Linked DNA regions of Mus musculus: region 1 is linked to region 2. A link is a contact called in public promoter capture Hi-C data. All regions are on one chromosome and are shown on one strand. The core of a region is the stretch at or near the end of the contact, and the rest is flanking DNA. Distances in the headings are between cores, read along the strand shown.

What was found. Promoter capture Hi-C pulls out the DNA fragments that hold promoters and counts their contacts.
Region 1: a contact with region 2 is called in a promoter capture Hi-C map of liver, with 2.7 times the contacts expected there. The contact joins the promoter of 1810034E14Rik here to the enhancer-like site in region 2. A contact is called at or near these places in 8 of 39 promoter capture datasets (the 3T3-L1 cell line, the C10 cell line, embryonic stem cells and 4 more), 5 of 484 Hi-C or Micro-C datasets (cerebellum, liver and nephron progenitors) and 1 of 9 other capture datasets (liver).

The regions. Positions count from the first base shown.
Region 1 is chr13:64,245,770-64,251,817 of GRCm38.p6, forward strand. 1810034E14Rik (RIKEN cDNA 1810034E14 gene) reads left to right here and starts at 2,931. Exons shown (of 3, transcript NR_045798.1): 1 at 2,931-3,434. It overlaps Cdc14b (CDC14 cell division cycle 14B), which reads right to left. Exons shown (of 14, transcript NM_172587.3): 2 at 1,459-1,549; 3 at 756-831.
Region 2 is chr13:64,104,333-64,109,774 of GRCm38.p6, forward strand. It overlaps Slc35d2 (solute carrier family 35, member D2), which reads right to left. Exons shown (of 12, transcript NM_001001321.3): 7 at 3,993-4,095; 8 at 2,683-2,775; 9 at 401-468. Among named protein-coding and RNA genes, the nearest start is that of Hsd17b3, 18 kb to the left of the region's middle. Within about 2 kb of position 1,554, at least 28 of the 459 cell types and tissues checked have an H3K27ac peak or open chromatin away from gene starts, as enhancers often do. A contact at or near this core is called in liver, where this site is marked.

The DNA.
Region 1 (6,048 bases), core at 1,681-4,180, 140 kb after region 2:
ATTAGAAAACACAAGTGACATGTGTTGGTGTATCCATGAGGGGATGCAGACACTTCTAGGCCAGCCGGGGTTGCATATAAGTGTGTCTCAAAGCCCAGAAAAAACTCTAGGAAACAAATAGATGGCAGTATAAGTTTAGGAAAAAGAATATTTTTAACATGTGTTTCTGCTTGCATGCACGTATGAATGTACTATGTGCTTGCAGAGGCACACAGGCCAGAAGGTAGTGTCATGTCCTCTAGAACTCTAGTGACAGATAGTCATGATGTACAGTGTGGGTCTCTGAAAGAGTATCCAGCACTCTTGATTACAGAGCCATTTTTTGCAGACTCAGAAAAATAAAAGTACACAATCTAAATAAATACTCCCACAATGAGAAACACCACTTAGAAAATCTCACAATGTCGGTCAGGCTGTACAGTCTTAAACAGCCGCTGTGCACCAAGTGATCTCACGGCTATTTCTTCCAAGTACTGAGACTACCGGGGGCGCTCCGCCACACCTTCTAAACGTTCGCTACGTTTTCAAAGCATCCTAAAACATAACTCAGTAGGCAACTGGTGTCTTGGTAAACTTTTTCTGTTTTCTAAAGATAAGATCTTGCTGTGTAGCACAGGCTTGTCTTGAACTTGGGATCTCTCGCCTGAGTGCTCAGCACACCTGGTCTCAAACGGTTTTGTTTTGTAAGAGGAAGAAGCACTCTTTCCCGTTTTGAATCTGATCACTTCAGTCAAACCTTGAGTTAAAAGATTTACCTTGAGCTTCTTATTTATCTTGCAACAATATCTGTAAACCATGGCCAGATTGAGTGGTCCAAAATCCGCATAGAAGCTTTAAAAAAAATAAATAGAAACAAGTATACATGTTTTAGCTGCTCTGAATGTAAACGCTCCTAAAATTACGGCAAGAGGGCATCCACCAACCCAAATTAACACTGGCCATACAATTCTAAGGTCCTGCCCTACTAATACTAACAGAAGGAATTATTCTGGTAAACAATACCTACATAATTATTCAACAAGTGAGCTAGAGTTATGCACCTCATTAGCAGAGAGCTCAGCTACTTGCACCAGATCTTGTTACCTCCCCCTAACATAGCCCTACACACACACACACACACACACACACACACACACACCAATCGTAGAATAACTAACCTCAATTTAAAAAAAAAAATTGTTCTTGACATATTATCCACTAGCAAAACCAGTATTTTACACATTCTTATTTTACACAGCTCTATAGTATAAACTATAAGAATAACTAATCAGGGTTTAAATAGAGGTTCTTTGTATCCTCAAAGATCTTTTTTTTTTTAACCAAGAATCTGAAACAGCACCCAGCTGCAAGTGTTTTTCAGATATACAATTTTTCCAAGCCTATGTCATCTGCACACATACCTAGAGATTCCTCAGAGGAAATTTCAAAAGTTTGAGTCTTCCAAGAGGCAATACTTACTTCTCATACTCTAGCTCGTTATCTATGCTGAAATAATGTTCGTTTGTTGCACTCTTTGGTCTGCTGTAGAGAATGGCAAAACAAAGGCGATCTGCAATGGAAAACAGCAGTGTTCTTTTCTTCAAGTTCTTAAACAGGTGTCCCCAGCCAAGACCCAACTCCTTTCTGATGAATTCAAAGATGGCTTGTTTGATTTTGTTGTGTCCCCCCCACCCCACCCCATGTTTCAGATGGCAGAGGTGACAATGTGTAACTTCAAAAAGTCTCTTTGGTGAATATTAATAAATAAGCAAAGCTTTAAAGAAGAAATTGTCTTAATCTTAGTAAGGACCATGGTGGTAGGTGATTATTTCATGTAGTGGTACTGTTTCAGTTTCTGCAGCAACTAGACTAAGAAATTTCAGGAAATTCAGCATACCTCTGATAGCTAGCCTATAACCATGCATTAAGTTTACGATGACACACTGAAAATACATGTAGCAATACATGAAAATACATGTTGCTGTTTACAACTATAGAACACAAGGTGGTATGTTTATACAATTAATCTCATAGATACGTATTTTTTAAATTGGAATCACTGCTTTGGGTTTCTTATAAATTGCTGTTTAAAATCAAGGTGAATGTGAGGGGAGGCCAGACTGGGGTAGAATCTGTGTTGCATGAGTCAGATGCTGTGGAGTTCAGCAAGAAGGGAAGTGATGTTCAAAGGCTCCATCCATCTTTATTCCCACCAACCCCCAGAAAAAGGCAACATCTTAACAGCACTCAGATACCTACACCCAAAACATGGCAAAAATCAAAGTGGTAAGAAACAAGAGCCGAGACGTCCTTTTCTCAAATGGTACTTTAAACTTTCCAATCTGTATCTCCTCTCTCAGAACAGCTGCAAATATCTCCTAGTAAATGCAACAAACTTCTTGCAGCCGCATTCAAATGGGTGACAGGGCTTTGTCCTTTCTAATCACAAATGACCTTTGATCTTTGGCTGGACTGGGAATTTCACCAGCTCCCACACAGGGTGGGTGGAGAGGCTGTAGGACATAGGGGTCACAAGCACATTAAGGCACATTAAGGTTTACCCCCAAAGTCAGTGGACCCAGAAAGGAGGCCAGTTGGGCTCCTAGGGCAGCAAGTCGCTCCTCCAGCCATCCTAAGTCCTGCCCCGTGCACTCACCTCGGATCACCTCGGCCATCAGAGGGGTCCCTGCGCCCTCCCGTCTCATGACTCCAAAGCATCTGGAAAGCAGGGCAAGAGAAGGACCCGCGAGTCTGGGATGACCGCGACGGACGGACGGGAAGAAAAAAAAAGAAAGTGTGACCACACCCCCAAAGTCTAAAAAACAGTGAAGTTTAAAGGGCCGCGCCCATGCATGGGCACGGAAACGCCCTGGCGGGTGACAAGCAGCAGACTGGGAGCCAACCCCGGAAGTCCAAACTCTAGGACGTCCCTGGGGCAGCCAGGGGCCAGTCTCCTGCAAAAGGGGCCAGGCCCACGGGCAGGCGCGACCAGAGGTCAGCCGCCCTGCAGAGGGAGAAAGAGAGAAGGAAAGAGACCTGGCCCACGAGCACACGCAACTAGGTCCAAGTGTCCTGCAAAGGAAGAAAGCAGACACACAGGCACGCGCGGCCAGAGACCAGATGTCTTGAAAAGGGAGCGACTAAGCTAGCTTTGGGTACACTGGGCCAGCTCAAAACCGGCTGGCCGGTACGACCCAGGCACGCGTGATAAAGGATTTAGAGGCCAGGCCGGCGCAACCTTCCCCACAAACTCGGTCTCCCGCCCACCACCGCTGCCTGCCACCAGGGGGCACTCCCCGACCCAAGCAACGGAGAGTCACAGCTCAGATCAGACAGGCCTGCACCTGGGCTCTTGCACCAGAGTTCGGAAACTGCCAAGTGACTCTGCTGGAGTTGGACATGAATATAATCCAGTACGTGGAGGCAGAAAGAGGAAGGAAGATCAAGAGTTCAAGGTCAGTCTCCCCTAAAGAAAACTCATCAGGTAAAAGTACTTGCCCTTCAATGTTGTAAGCCTGAGGACCAGAGTTTAATGCCCAGAAACCACTCTACAAAGTTATCCTCTGACCTCCCCACACAGTGGGGGTAGGGCGCACAAATTTTTAATTAAAATAAATGTAATACTCCGGTCATTTGCTATGTTAAAGGTATGGGGATGGTCTAAAAGCAAAACAGTTGATGTGCTTCCTAGCAACCATTCACAGTTTTCAGTCTATGTTCTTAATCTCAAGGGAACAAGTTAACACACAGGATGGGATGGAGTTGACCCCACTTTTGTTGGGTGTCATATGGTGCTGAGTCTGTAGATCTTTATTACCTCCCCAAGTTTTCCCAAACTTTCTACAGAAAAGTGCTGAGAAGTGAAAAGTCGCCAATGAAAGTCCCTTGAAAGAAAATGAAAAGGGCAAGTTCTCCTAAAAATGACACATTATTTGTGATCCCCAAAGACCTGCATATTTCTTAACCTTATTCTAGAATCTCAGATGTATCAGACTGAGATCATGACCTACCTCTCTCTCTCTCTCTCTCTCTCTCTCTCTCTCTCTCTCTCTCTCTCTCTCTCTCTCTCTCTCTCTCTCTCTGTCACACACACACACCCCACAGCAGTCAGTATGGGGCACGGATTCTTTCTATACTTGTACCTGTAGCTCTGGCTGTCCTAGAACTCACTCTGTAGACCTGAGTTTGGCCTCACACTCAGAAATCCGCCTGCCTCTGCCTCCCAAGTGCTGGGATTAAAGGCGTGCGCCACCACCGCCCTGGCGATACATTCCTTAGTTTTCACAGTAATAAACAATAAGCAAGTCAAGAATATTCTAAATTCACCAAGCAAACCCAGTTTCAATTATATTATTACAAAAATTACAGAAATGCCATTTTAAAGTTTGAGGTTTTTTTTTTTCTTTTCATTATTATGTGTGTGTGGCAGTCAGAGGACCACTCTTTGAGGTCCTTTCATCTCCTGCCACCTTGTGAGTTCCAGTGACCAACCTAAAGTCATCAGGCCGTCTTGCAAGCACCCCTACCCGTGAGGATGCCTTCCATGTGTGCCTTAAAACCTGTGTGCCTGCAACTACTGACACCTAAGTCAGAAAATTGTTAAGCAGTTTTAGCATTTTTTAGAGCAGATGACCCAGCATGAAACAAAGGAGAGTAAGAAAGATTTATGCCTTTTTATAGCTTTTGAACTTTTGGTTACATATTATCTATTCAAAAGGGCAAGATTTTGAAAACTAAGCTTGCAGGGTAATGTTTATTCAAAGCTAAATTCATATTGAGATGTGAAGCACTTCATGAGGCTGCCTGAAGAGGGCCCTCTCCACACACTGAAAGGTGTGCACTCTCTAATCTTTGGAAATTGCACGATTTTGACTTTTGTTTGCTTGCTTACTTTGTTTTGGTTATTTTTTGCTTTGTTTTTTTTTTTTTTTTTTTTTTTTTTTGAGACAGTGTCTCTCTATATCCCCCTGGCTGTCCTGGAACTTAACAGGTAGGTCAGGCTAGCCTTTAACACAGATCAGCCTGGCTTTGCCTCCATGAGTGTTGGGATTAAAGGTGTGCCTCTACACCTAGCCTCAGGATTTAAAAACAAACCTTTTTTACAAACTAAAAGAAGCAGGGTAGCAGGATGTCTCAATGGCTTAAGGCATTTGCTATTAAGCCTAACAACTTGAGTTCAATTCCTGGGATCCACACTGTGGAAGGACGGAATGAATTCCTGAGTCATCCTCTGACCCCACAACACACACAGATTCACACAACCTTTTTTTTTTTTTTTTTTTTTCGAGACAGGGTTTCTCTGCATAGCTCTGGTTGTCCTGGAACTCACTTTGTAGACCAGGCTGGCCTTGAACTCAAAAATCCGCCTGCCTCTGCCTCCCAAGTGCTGGAATTAAAGGCATGTACCACCACGCCCGAGTCTTTGGGGCTTGGGGGTGTACAGAGTACTCATCTAGATTCTGTCTCTAGCAACAACAAAAAGTCCTGGGTTTTGCAAATTTCTGGTTTCTTCAGGCCTGAGAACTAAACCAGTTAACTTGCAACCAACAGTTGCAAGCACTGTCAAGTGAGAGCTCTGCCAGGGATCTATACCCAGACAGACTTGGACTTACTAAGAACATCTTGGAATTAGTTTACCACGGGAAAACATATTCCTCTGGGTAGAAAGGAAGCTTTCTTTCCCTGTCAGCCTGTGTGTGCTGAGCTCCCCTGTTCAGTATAGTATATGCAGCAGCAGCTCTTCCACTAAGATCTCCCCATACAGACCCAAGGCCAAAGATCAGCCACTCACTCTCAATGGACAATGTCTCTCTAGCCAGTTGCTACCTCTAGTCAGCTACCTCTTACTGTCCCCTCCTTCAGCCCTGTTGTGTGACTTCTGAAGTTTATGACCACTGACTGAGAGAAAAAACATTGACTTCCCCTATCTTTTATCTTTTAAACAAGGGGCCCTGAAGCTTCACTGCAGCTATCCAACACGTCTCACATGCATTCTGGCTATGTGAAAAAGTCCAGTTCATATCCTAGTGTCAGCTGCAGATGCAGCTTAGTGAGATGCTGTTTGCCTGT
Region 2 (5,442 bases), core at 304-2,803:
GAGGGGTAACAGAGACCAGAGACACAGCTCAGTGTGTTAAGAGCGCCTGCTGCTCTTGCAGAGGACCTGGATTGGGTTCTTACTGCCCTCATGATGACTGTACCACCTTGTAACTCCAGTTCCAGGGGACCCAGCACTCTCTCTGACCTCTGTAAATAGCTGTGATACTGAAGTGTTTGGACCCACCAGGATATAAAGTCGGTACTTCCAGCACCAACAGAGCCTGCAAATGCAGGGCTTGTGTGTGTGTTGGGAGTACAGGGGAGGGGTGCCCTGCCCAGATAAAGTCAAGAGAAACACAAGAAAGAGGATTCTGGCAGAAGAGACAGGCAGACAAATTAGATCTGACTTGTCAAGAAATACCATCAACCGACTTCTCCACTTACATACAGTTTCTTACCCCAAAAGACAGGAAAGGAGAAACTGTATGATAAATAAGACATTCTTCCAGTGTCTGAATTCAGTGGCCTGTGATGACAAAGAAAAGATCCATCGTGCGGTTAGTGACAGTTCAGCTTAAATCCAGTTAGCACAACCTTACCACCTTTTGTGCCATTGATGCATTGACAATAATTACACAGTTCTATCAAAGAGACAATGCATTAAATATCAATAACTAGTTAAACAGGGGCTTATTGTACTACTTTCCAAACCTTTACGTTTGAAAGTTTCCATCATAAAAAGGTTTTGCTGTTACTTATTGAGTAGCCTTCTGATTCCCTATGTGCAGCGTGTCATGAGTACATCTGTGATGGCTTGTACATGCTTGGCCTAGGAAGTGGCACTATTTGGAGGTGTGGCCTTGTTGGAGTAGGTGTGTCACCATAAGTGTATAAGAACCTTATCCTAGCTGCCTGGAAGCCAGTCTTCTGCTGGCAGCCTTCTGATGAAGATGTAGAACTTTCAGCTCCTCCTGCACCATTTCTGCCTGGATGCTGCCATGTTCCTGCCTGGATGATAATGGACCGAACCTCTGAACCTGTAAGCCAGCCCCAATTAAATGTTGTCCTTATAAGAGTTGCCTTGGTCACTAACTAAGGCAACATCCTTATACACACACACACACACACACACACACACACACACACACACACACACACACACACACACATAATTAAATAACCAAATTGTAATAAGTTAAAAACCAAGAGCTAGAAGTATTTATATAAACAATCAATAAAAATTATTTACTCTGGACAACATAAACCCAGAGAGGGTTATTTAGTAATATTTCTTAAAATACATATGTTCTTCACCAGTGCACACTTTAATAAACACTAGTTTTCTATCTTTAAGAATGAATCTATACTGGTAACATTTGAAGAAACAGAATATACAAAGCATGCTAGATTATGAATCTTTTGCACTTTGGGGGGGTCAATCAGAAAAAAAATCAATATTTTAAAATCCCTCTCCCTCAGTTGCAACACACTACATGTATTTTGGCCTCCTAGAGGGAAGGTCAAATGAGCATCTCCCAAGGACCTGGGGTTTGTTAACAGAAGGGCTGCTATCTCTGACTTCATTTCCCACAGTTAATAATCCACCGACTGTAAGTCCAAAGTCCAGGACTCACTTCCCAGAGTAGTGAGTCACCAAAAACTTTGGCCTTTCCATCTCTCCCTGTTGACTCATTCATTCTTCCTCCAATGACAGAGAGAGAATATTTCACTCCGTGTTATCCGTCAGCTTCCAGTGTATTTAGTTCAGTGTACATGAACTCCCCTCTTTATCATATTTAGTTCATAATCTAAAATGGACTCAGTCATGCAACCAGCTAAAAGATCTTGGAGTAATTCAGTGAACATTTCAGATAGTTGCCGAGTGAAAACAGATCACATTTACCTGCTAGGGACTCTCCCTCATTTTCATTACTAATTACAGTGTATATCTACATCTCTGGTCATCTCTTGCCATCTAATACTTTAGTAAAGGTATACTCATATTTTATCTTTAGGTTTTCTATTACATTTGTGCGTGCGTGTGGTGTAGGTATGTGGTTTAGACACAGCACACACACGGTACTCACAGACAGTCTGCCAGAATCAGCTCTCTCGATATGTAATATGGCTCCTGGCGATGGAACTCAGGTTATCAGGCTTGGCAGCAAGTGCCATCTCTCCAGCCCAAATGAATTGTATTCTAAACATTATAGCTTTTGTATTTTATCATTTTAGAGGAATAAAAAAAGTCCTTTGATCCCCCCACTCCCCTTTGTGGCACTGAGGATCAAACCCACAGTCCTGTGCATGCCAGCCAGTGTTCTACCACTGAGCTACATCCCCAGCCCTGGATATTGCTCTTAGATCTTTCAGTGTATTATTCTAGTTATATATATATATTTCTAAATAATAATTCTACAAAGCTCTCCAGTCCATCTGCAATTTCAGTGCCTGGTAATCGCTCAATTCAGAGAGCTTCTGCCTAAATCTCTAGAGTCTAAACTGAAGAGGCCAGAGAGGGCAAGCAGTGGGTGAACTAGCACCACATCAGGAGGCAAAGTTCTCCTAGAATATGAGAATTTAATAAATTACTTCTCCACTAACAAAGAGTCTAACTCTCAATTTACCCACAAAGTAAAAAAATACAACAAAGTCAATGACACACTGAACACACTCACCCTAGCACACCTAGCTCGGCCTCACCTACCTTAACCATGTTTATAACACGGGCCATATTTACCTGCTGAAAGTCTCCAGTAGAGACGCTAATAATGACAGTTGGGATGAGCATGAAGCAGGCATTATAGAAAAGCACTCCATATTTCCCCAGCTCCTGTGAAAATAAGAAGATTGCATTCAACTCTAGAGCTCTAAGGTATCGTGTCTTCTGGGCTGATTTGTCTATTTATGCACAATTAGAATGTTTAAAAGGCTGGCAATGTACTGTAAGACTTTTGGCCCATGTCTGTTGTAAAATGGACCATTGCACTGTGTTGTAACTTTGGAATAAATATTTGTTCAACACCAACAAGCACATGTACAATGGATGAAAACAGAAGGCTTGAGGCCCTACCCATCTCTAACACTCCACTATTAAGCACGTTATTCAAAGTAGCAAATCTGAAATGAGATAATGGAAATTTAAAATGTTAACTAATTCTTTTAAAACATCTGCTCCATCCGTTAAAGAATAGGAACCTATCATGTTTGCTTTTACTAAAGTGACCACCCACTTCTCCTTTAAAAAAGGGGGGGGTGACATATTGTATTTTCAGGAAGGCAATGGACCTGTTTTTGTAAAACTGTCACCATTCAAAGAAACAAATGGGCATACAGATTTTAAAAATAGCTCACAGAAAAGCACCCATCAGTCAATGAGAGCTCCCTCACAAAGCACAAAGAGCCCAGAACAAAAACCCATATGCTGGCTCACCCCAGACAGCTTCCGGTCACAGCTGGGGCTGGGTGAGGTCTGGGGCAGCACGACAGGCAGCCCCGACAGCTTGCGATCTGAAGAGGTGGTTCGTACTGGAGGACATGACAAATGACCGCCAGACACCTCACTTCATGAGGAAACACATTTGGAGAAATGAAAGTCTAAAGGCGTAATGGCCTGTGAGTTTCCGAAGCTCACAGCTGGAAATCTACAGGCACTGTCCCACCTCCTTCTGAATCTGTCACGGTCATTAATGATGCTGCTTTAAAACAATGGATTTGCTTTTCAAAATGTATATAAATATACATATGTACATACACATATATTCACAAATACATATGCACATATATATTCATGTACATTTTGAAAAGCAAACACACACACACATATATATACATACTGATTGAACATCTAAAATAGTGACATTTTTTCTTGCAATAGCAAGAATAACAAGGTCTCATGCAAATAAGATAATTAAGAAGAAATCAGTAGTTTCTAGATCACAGGACGTGCATCGAGTTACACGCCAACTGAACACGCTCACTGTCCTTTTTCATGTCATTCCAGGAGCCAGATGGCACGGGGGTAAAGCTGCAGGAGGGAAGGTCCGGTACCTTCGGGTCCATTTTCTGTTTGGTATAAACTCCATTTGCCGCGGTGAAGATATCATTCAAGAATACAAAAATGTAGCCTTCCAAGTTGAATGTGAGGTCAGAGCTGGCAGGGAGAACAGGAAGAGGAGAGTTATAAAGACATTCTCAAGCTGACCTCGGAACTTGCTTGTGGTCTGGTCAGATCTGTGTGCAGTGCTAGTATCATCTTTTCTTAGGCAAATTATTCTCCCACTAGCAGTAACTCCTCCAGTTCCTCCCAGATAAGAACAAGACAGCTGATCAGGCGATCTCCGTTTAATTACACTTAGCTTAAGACCTGGGGACCTGAACTGCCTAGCTTTAACTGCAAACCCTTTGTTTGCTAACTGATAGGTTGGCACTATCATTAGTGAGCCCTGGCTGTCCTGAGGGCACCGTTTGACCACCCACCAGGCGCCCTGTTTATTATAAGCAGGGCCACCCCCAGGGGACAGCCTGGGAGTGACACCTCCATCTGGTGCCCAGACAGTTCCCTGTCTGTCAAAGGGTGAAGCATGCCCTATGTGCCTATACAAGCCTTCCAAGCTTCCTTCCTTCCAGGACTCTGAGCACCTCAGCAATTTCCCTCCTAAATTAGTAGCACTAACATAAAAATGTCGAAGGGACATGACATTTGGATGAGGCAGACAACTATGTCCCGAGATGTGATTCGCCCACCCACACTTCCTGCTTACCCCATAATCTAAGTTGTCAGAAGACAAACCTTTCATACACCCTCTTGGGATGAATACCTGGAGCTTGTGAATTTAGTTAGCTAGCTAACTAGTTGGTTACTTGGTTGTTACTGAGACAGGATTTTACTACACTTGCCCAGGAGGGTCTGCAGCTCACACAATACCCCTTTGTAGTACATAATAACATAGTAACATTGCATCTCGCTGGTTGGGGACTGCTAACTTCACAGACAAATAAAAAGGAATACAAATTGTGTTAGTATTTTTCATGCACAGTAATCCACAGAAAAAATGAGCCTCTAAACAGTTGGATACAGAGGTTTATGTAATATTTTAAGCAAAAGTTTCAGTGCCAAAGACAAACTGGGACCTAGCGGGAAACACACAAGGAAGCAGTGGCAGGGAAAGGTTATGTTAGAGTTTAATTGTGCAGACTCCTCTGAGTGCCAAATGTCTTTGTTCAGCAGTAGATGCGGCTGCTCTGGTTAGTCCAGGAGAAGGCCACTTCCACAAAGGGAGGCTAAACCCAACTGTTAGGCACCAAGGGTAGAGCAAAGCCTCCTTGTATCTCTTGGTTCTCAATTACCTGATGCCCAAGTGGCATGTTTTGGTTAATCTATCTACCTAGTTGTACTTCTTGTTCATAAACACTGCCTGGAGGAATCGCTGGAGGGAGCTAAGTCTAGATTTGCAAATGATTCCTTTGAGAAACAAAGTGTTAAACTCAACTTGTCTAT